2 separate regions of the Mus musculus genome follow, and region 2 is linked to region 1. The links are chromatin contacts, called in public promoter capture Hi-C maps. All regions are on one chromosome and are shown on one strand. The core of a region is the stretch at or near the end of the contact, and the rest is flanking DNA. Distances in the headings are between cores, read along the strand shown. Region 1 holds the start of Bhlha9 (basic helix-loop-helix family, member a9). Region 2 overlaps Efcab5 (EF-hand calcium binding domain 5).

Region 1 (3,424 bases), core at 247-2,746:
CACTATCTACCACTCTGGGTCCCGACCTCCATCCTTGGCCCTGCCCTCCACTTTGCTCCCTGCAACTGGCCCGGCTACACTTCCGGCAGCCTCCAATGCCACCATTAACTTTCCCCAAATAGTGTCTCCAGCACACAGAGGAGTGTCTAGCCATTCCTGCTATATACCAGTGATCCAGTGCCTACCTGGGGGCTGTAGACCCTATTCATCCTTCCAAGATAATACCCCGTTTCTGAGGCTTTTCTGTCATACTAGGACACTGAACTCATTGGAGTCCTGATAGCAGACGGAGAAGACATGTTTCCTTTTTATTTGATCATTTTCTGGGCTTCTCTCAGTTCAGCAGCAGCCCAAACCGGGGAAGAGGACCACAGCATATGCCCTCAGATCATAGCAGCTGCCTACCCACACAGTCCCACAAGTCCCACTTTCCAAAGGCGGCAAGGGAAAAGGAGGGCTCAGAAGCAAAGGAAAGCAAAGGCCACTTTCCAGGAACAAGGGGTTGACCAAGTCCAAACCTAAAATCTCCCTTCTTTTTCACCACCCCAGGCTGGGATGTGGGAAGGCTGCCCTGAGCCCGGTAGTTCCTTCCCATGGTAAGACATCCTCCTTTGCCACGCAAGTCACAACCCCATTCAATTTTGCTCTGTCCAGGATGACTTCTGCCATCTTCTCTTTTGCAGTCACTCGGGCCAAGCCGGCTTCCCTCTGGGTGGCACGATCAAGAGTGCTGGTAGCCCAGCCCAGAACCCCACCGCCACGAAACCGGTCGAACAGGGGGAGCCCCAGGACATTGACGCCAGTTTCCCCCGGAGGTTTGGGCCAAATTGGGCACTTCGGCCATCACCCTAGGCCGCCCCAAGTGCGAGTGCGGGGAACACGAAGCGCAGCGCGGTGTAGGCGGCACTAAGGGGCTGGCGATGTCCCTGCGCGTTAGGCTAGGCGCTATAGGAGACGGCGCTGACCGCGGAACACTGAAGCTGGAATTCCCCGTGCTCGAGCCTTGGGCAGCCTGGCCGTGACACTCCAGGTGTCCGCAGGGCCAGCGGGGCGCCGGACTGGCACGCAGGACCAAGGATAGAGCAGTGATGCGGTGGATGGCCCTGCGCAGCGTAGCGATCTTGGAGAGCCTCTTGCCTCCGAGGTCATGCTGCAGCGCCCGGCGGAGCGCGTTGAACGCCTCGTTGTAATCCAGGATGCGCTTGCGCTCCCGCACGTTAGCCGCCATGCGCCGAGCCTTGGACCGTGTGGGCCGCTCGCGCTTTCTGCCAGCTGCCTCTTCTGCCTCGTCCAAGCTGCTCCTCCTCAGCACTCCAAAATTCCTGCCAGCCTCCGAGCAGGAGCGCCCCAAGTCCTCCACAAAATCCTCAGCCCGGTTCAGGCCCCCGAGGCCTAGTCCTGGCGTGCCTCGGAGCATGGCCTATGTCCTGGTCTCACAGCTTCAGCTATTTGGGTCCAAAAGGCTGCTGGTCCACTGACTGATGGCTCTTGCTGGCTGGACACTCTCTGGACAGGTCCTCTCTAGCTGGGCTTTATGGCACCACGCGGCTCCCCGCCCTCCCAGTCCATCCATCTCCCTCCTCCTGCTTTATTACCTGCCCCCAGGTGAGATGGTGAGGGAGGACCTGAGAGGAAGGAAGCAAGCAAGGAAGGAAGCGTGCAGATTCTTGTACACAGGACCAGCTGGGCAGCCTGGCCACGCCCTGGGCAATGCTCCAGTTGTCACAGGGAACATACTTGCTGTGCTGCACGGACCCTCTCCGGCAACCGGGTTCGGTTTCCCCTACTCCTGACCCCAGGTAGAATGCCACATTAGATTCTTGGCAAGGGAGCAGATAGGGTTGCAGAAGGATAGCAAGGGTGGATTGAGTGAATTTTAAAAACCTTGAGGGCCGGAGAGATGTCTCACCGACTAAGAGCACCTACTGCTGAGCTCCATCCTGAACGCCATCTGTGAGCAGCCAGAGTTGACACTAAGGTACAGCCTGGCCGTTGCAGAAGAATCCAGAAAGGAGGAGCAGATCAGAGGCAGCCAACCCTGCTGTGCTACAAGAAACCTTTCAGCTACCACCGTGAGGCTCGTCTGGATTCTGGGTTGGTGTTTGGATTAAGCCCAACATTCCCCCTACTTTTGGGGGGGCTTCCCTTTCTTCAGGCAGAGCTGGGCTGAGTCAGAAGCAAAGAGTGATGAGGACTTTTATGTCTGGCTTCCCTTGCAATACCCATCAGGGAGCAACTCTTAATGTCCAGGGCCTTTAAGCAGCCCAGTCCCTCTACAGAGTAAGGTCAGGTTAGGAATCCAGGGCACTCTCTCCATCGCTGTCACTGAGGACTGGAATTTTAAACAAGATCAAAAAAGGGAAAGAAAGAGAGGAAAAAGATGGAAGGAGGGAAAGAAGGAAGGAAGAAAGACAGACTCCCCCATGGAATTTCAGGTATGCATTCATGATTTATCAGGAGCAACATAAGATTAAGTTTAACCTCATTCCCAGCCACATTCCAAATGCTGTGGCACCAGCCAGGATGGGCACACAGGTCACACACATATTACCAATGACCTCATTGCTTTCAAGCTGAGTTTTCCTGCAGAGGGAAAGAACGGGGCACTGGGAAACCAACTGCCTGCATTCACTGATGAAATAACCTAAAGGCTGTATTTATCAGGATGGATTCCTCTAATAAGTTCAACATATGTGGAACAGAAAACAGCTAAGCCCAGCATGTTGGCACACACCTGGAATCCCAGCACTTGGGAGGCAGAGGCCAGCCTCAACTACATAATAGTTTGAGGTCAACCTGGGCTATTGGAGACCTCACCTCAAAACCAAAACAGAACAAAAAGTTTAAAAAGTAGCTAGAAACTAGGCACAGTAGCACCTGCCTGTCATCCCAGCACTCTGGAAGTCTGAGCCAAGAAGCTGAGGCCAGTGTGGACTGCTTATGGAGAGAGAACTTGTTTTAGAAGAGGCAGGAGAGGGTGGGAGTGTAGCTCAGAGTAAGTGTCTACCCATAAAGCTCCACATTCCAAGCCTAGCACTACAAAACAAAAAACAAGCAAGCAAAGAACCAATATTCCCAGTGTCTGAGCACTATCACCTACATCAGGCCCAAGCAACAGGATACCAGTTTAGATGAATCTCAGAATGGAAGACAGGGCAGGCCAAAGCCTAGGCATTGGGTGCCTGAGTGTCACATTCCATATCCCACGGCTACCCTGCCATGTCTTTTAGCTTGTTGAAGTCATGGTAGACTGTTGAGTCATTGCCCTGTCCGTCTAGGAGGACACTGGGACTCAGGGCCATACCCAGCCTCTAAGAAAAGCCTAGCTCCGGGGTGGGGCACCTGAGCTGTTTGGTACGGAAGGAAGCTTGGTGGTGGGAGGGCTCTTCCTCCTGTCCACTCCAGCCAGCAGCTCCTTACTGAG
Region 2 (3,424 bases), core at 434-2,933, 500 kb before region 1:
TTGTAAAGTACCCATCACAGGGATAATAGAAACATGCTTAAGGACTGGCAAAAGTCTGGCTTAGCTTTAGGAAATTATGATCCCAGAGTCTGAAAGATGACAAGCACTAAACTATCACTTGCAAGCAAGGTATTACATGCTGTGAAGTACGCAGGAATGGCTTGTTGGAAGGTTTGGAGGTTATTAATTGCTAGGAAGGCAAAAAGTCACCTCCACTGTGATGGTTATACTGATAAGAGCGAAAACTGCCACACTGGGTGGGGACACATGGAATTCATAGGTCTGTGCCATTCACACCAAGGTGGTATTTTAATGGTCAAGGAAGAATCTTCATTTAGATTGTTCTGGCTAGTTTTGTGTCATTTTGACACAAGCTAAAAGGAGAGAGCCTCAATTGAGAAAATGCCTCCATAAGATCTAGCTATAGGGTATTTTCTTAATTAGTGATTGATGGGGGCGTTTGTGTAGTGCTGGTGCTAGGTAGGAGCAAGCGCAGGGCTTTGTGCATGCTGGACAAGCGCTCTACCAACATCACTGCATCCTTAGTCATCCCTAGTCTTTATTTATACTCTCTAATCGAGTTTGTACTGTTAATTCAGAACACTTGTTCACATGAAGGAAATGTTTGATTATTTAGTTCTTTTCTTTGTTTGAGACAGGGTCTTGCTACAAAGCCTAGGCTGGCTGCAAACTCACAGCAATCCTCCTGCCTCAGCCTCCCAAATTCTGGGTACAAAGTGTATACAATCATACCTGACTTTATTATTTAGCTTTTATGTGTAACAATGTGTGTGTGTGTGTGCACACGTGTGCACGTGCATATGTACAAGTACGTTTGCAGAGACCAAAAGTCAATCTCAGGTTGTATTTCTTAGGCCTTGCCCACCTTTTTCAGACAGAGTCTTTCACTGATGAGAAACTCACCGAGTAGGTAAGGCTGGCTGGCTAGCAAACCCCTGGGTTCCATCCACTTCTGCCACCTCCCCAGTGCCAGGATCACAAGGGCATTCCTACACTGCTCACCTGACCTTGTCTTTTCTTCCTCGTCTTCTTCCTTCCTTTCCTCCTGCTCCTCCACCACCTCTACCTCCTTCTCTTCTTCCTTTCCCTCTGTTCTAACTCAGATCATCAAGCGTGCAAGGCAAGCTCTTTGCCAGCTGAGCTATCTTCCCATCCTGGGAGCTACACTTAGAATCCATTTGTAGGTTACATCTACTCTATACTACCCAAAGTTACAGTGTTGGATGGTATAGAATTCTGTTGGTTGGTGTAAGCATTCTCATAAAATAATACATGCAACAGAAATGTTATCCGTTCCCTGAAAGAATGACATGATCAATTTAAAATGCATTTGGATTATATTTGGAAGCTCATACGCAGTGTCCCTGAAGCACAAAGCTAGATTTTCTTTCTAAATATGGGCATCATGGTGTAGGAGAATCTGATGTCTCAGCTAAGACCCAAAGCATGTGGGAGACCTAGTCAGGCAAAACGAGGGGGAAAACATTTTGAGCAGATGAAAATGTGACAGGAAAGTAGCTTCGTGCATCTATTTTTGTGTTTTATGAGAGTCTGAAGACACTCAGTACTTACGATACTGTTCCAATCACTTGTGTGTTCTGCTGTCAGATGCTAAGCTTTATAATGGCAGAATACACAGTAACTGTCCAATAAATGCTTGTGTAATAAGTGAGCTCGGCTGACAGAGTGAATGAGCGGGTGCATAATGAGAACGCCAGCAGTAAGACACGGGGTAGAACAGAAAGCCATGCTGGAATGTAGATGGAAACTGGAGACATTCTGTACTGGGAGAAGAGAGAAAAGGGCAGTATGGGAAGAGGTGGGTGAGGAACAGCTGAAAGGCCCCGGAGGGTTGGCTGTGTTTAGAGGAACTTAGCCCTTCCTTCAAAACACTAATCAATTACTCTTTGAGAAGTTAATGCAAGACTCTTCTGCACTGTTAACCTGCTTCCCTGCTGCTGTCTTCAAACCTGAAAGTTTATTTTTGGTGGCTTCTATTCCTAGAGATTTACAGAGGTTTTGCATGGGCATAAAGCGCATCTTCCGTTCAGCACTTTCTTTTGGACCGTTAGAGGGATCTAATGTCCACATTCTCCGTGAAAGGGTTTTGTTTTTTTCCATCTCAAATCTGCAAGATTGCTTCAGTCTTTCCTCATTGGAAGATGAAAACCTATTCCAAATGTTGGACCTGCAAAGAAAAATTCCCTTCACACAGCTGTTTTTATTATTCTGAGCCATGTGATTTGATTTCAGTCAGCACAGTTTGGGGTTTGTTTCAAAGTTCTAACTGTGATGATTAACATAGGGACAATTGAAGCCTCCATTCTCTCTGCTCTCAGCCTGGTGATGCATCTCTGGCAGAGGACAATAGTCACTCTTGTACTCAGGACTTCAGCAGGGCGGCAGAAGCATTTGACTCCAGCTAGATTGCAGCAACAGGCTGAGATACGCTCCCAGGCATATTCCTCCAGTTTGGTCCAGAGCATTGGAATGACCTGGCGTGCTTCTTATAAGAACACTTCCCAGGCTTCTCTCGTAGTCTTGGGATCAGAGTACCTCTGGATGACTAATTTGTCCAGAGAAGAAGAAGGCTAAAGCTTCAGAGTTCAGAGCAGATGTGTAGGGAGGCCTCGATGTGTATTCTTGCTACTTCTTCTTGTAAAAGGCAAACAAAGACAAAACAAAGCCTATAAACCAAAAGGCCAAGAACCTATAAATTGACTAATTATACTTGTATATATTTATAGGGTACAATGTAATGTTAAGATTTATAAATAGGTAGCATAATTAAATCAAGCTAATTAACCGCTCTCACCTCAAATAATCATCAATCTTTATGGGGAGAACATTAGAAAGTTATACTCTTAGCAATTTTAAAATATGTAATATTCTATTATAAACTATACTATTGTGCAATGGGAACTTTTAAAAACCTATTCTTCCTTCTAATTAATGTCTTTTGTTCCCTTTGGCCATTATCGCCTCTGTCACCACCATGGTACTCTTGATTTCTATAAGTTTGGTTCTTTTATACTTTACTATGTAACTAATAACTGGTGGCATCTTTTTTCACATACCAGGTTTATTTCACTTAGCCTAATTCTCCAGTTCTATTCATGCTTCACAAAGAGTGGAATTCTGGGGTATTTTTTAAAGATACATAATAACCTATTGTGCTTATAGGCCAATATTTTCTTTGTTCATTCAGAAGTGATTCTGTATTTGGCTACCATGAATTGTGTGGCAATTAATATATGAATGCAAACTTCTTTTAACAAACCGATTTCAAGTCTTCTGGGGATATATCCAAAAGTAAGATTGCTGCATCTTTTTGGTAGTTACACGTCTATATTTTTCAGATGTCGCCACAGTCTTTCATAATTACTGTGTTAGTTAACATCCC

What was found. Promoter capture Hi-C pulls out the DNA fragments that hold promoters and counts their contacts.
Region 2: a contact with region 1 is called in a promoter capture Hi-C map of hippocampal neurons, with 2.4 times the contacts expected there. The contact joins the enhancer-like site here to the promoter of Bhlha9 in region 1. A contact is called at or near these places in 8 of 39 promoter capture datasets (the C10 cell line, the HPC-7 cell line, cranial neural crest and 5 more).

The regions. Positions count from the first base shown.
Region 1 is chr11:76,670,542-76,673,965 of GRCm38.p6, reverse strand. It overlaps Bhlha9 (basic helix-loop-helix family, member a9), which reads right to left and starts at 1,496. Exons shown (of 1, transcript NM_177182.4): 1 at 290-1,496. The coding sequence starts at 1,417. The coding sequence ends at 722.
Region 2 is chr11:77,172,885-77,176,308 of GRCm38.p6, reverse strand. All of the region lies in intron 1 of Efcab5 (EF-hand calcium binding domain 5), which reads left to right. Among named protein-coding and RNA genes, the nearest start is that of Efcab5, 14 kb to the left of the region's middle. Within about 2 kb of position 1,683, at least 34 of the 459 cell types and tissues checked have an H3K27ac peak or open chromatin away from gene starts, as enhancers often do. A contact at or near this core is called in hippocampal neurons, where this site is marked.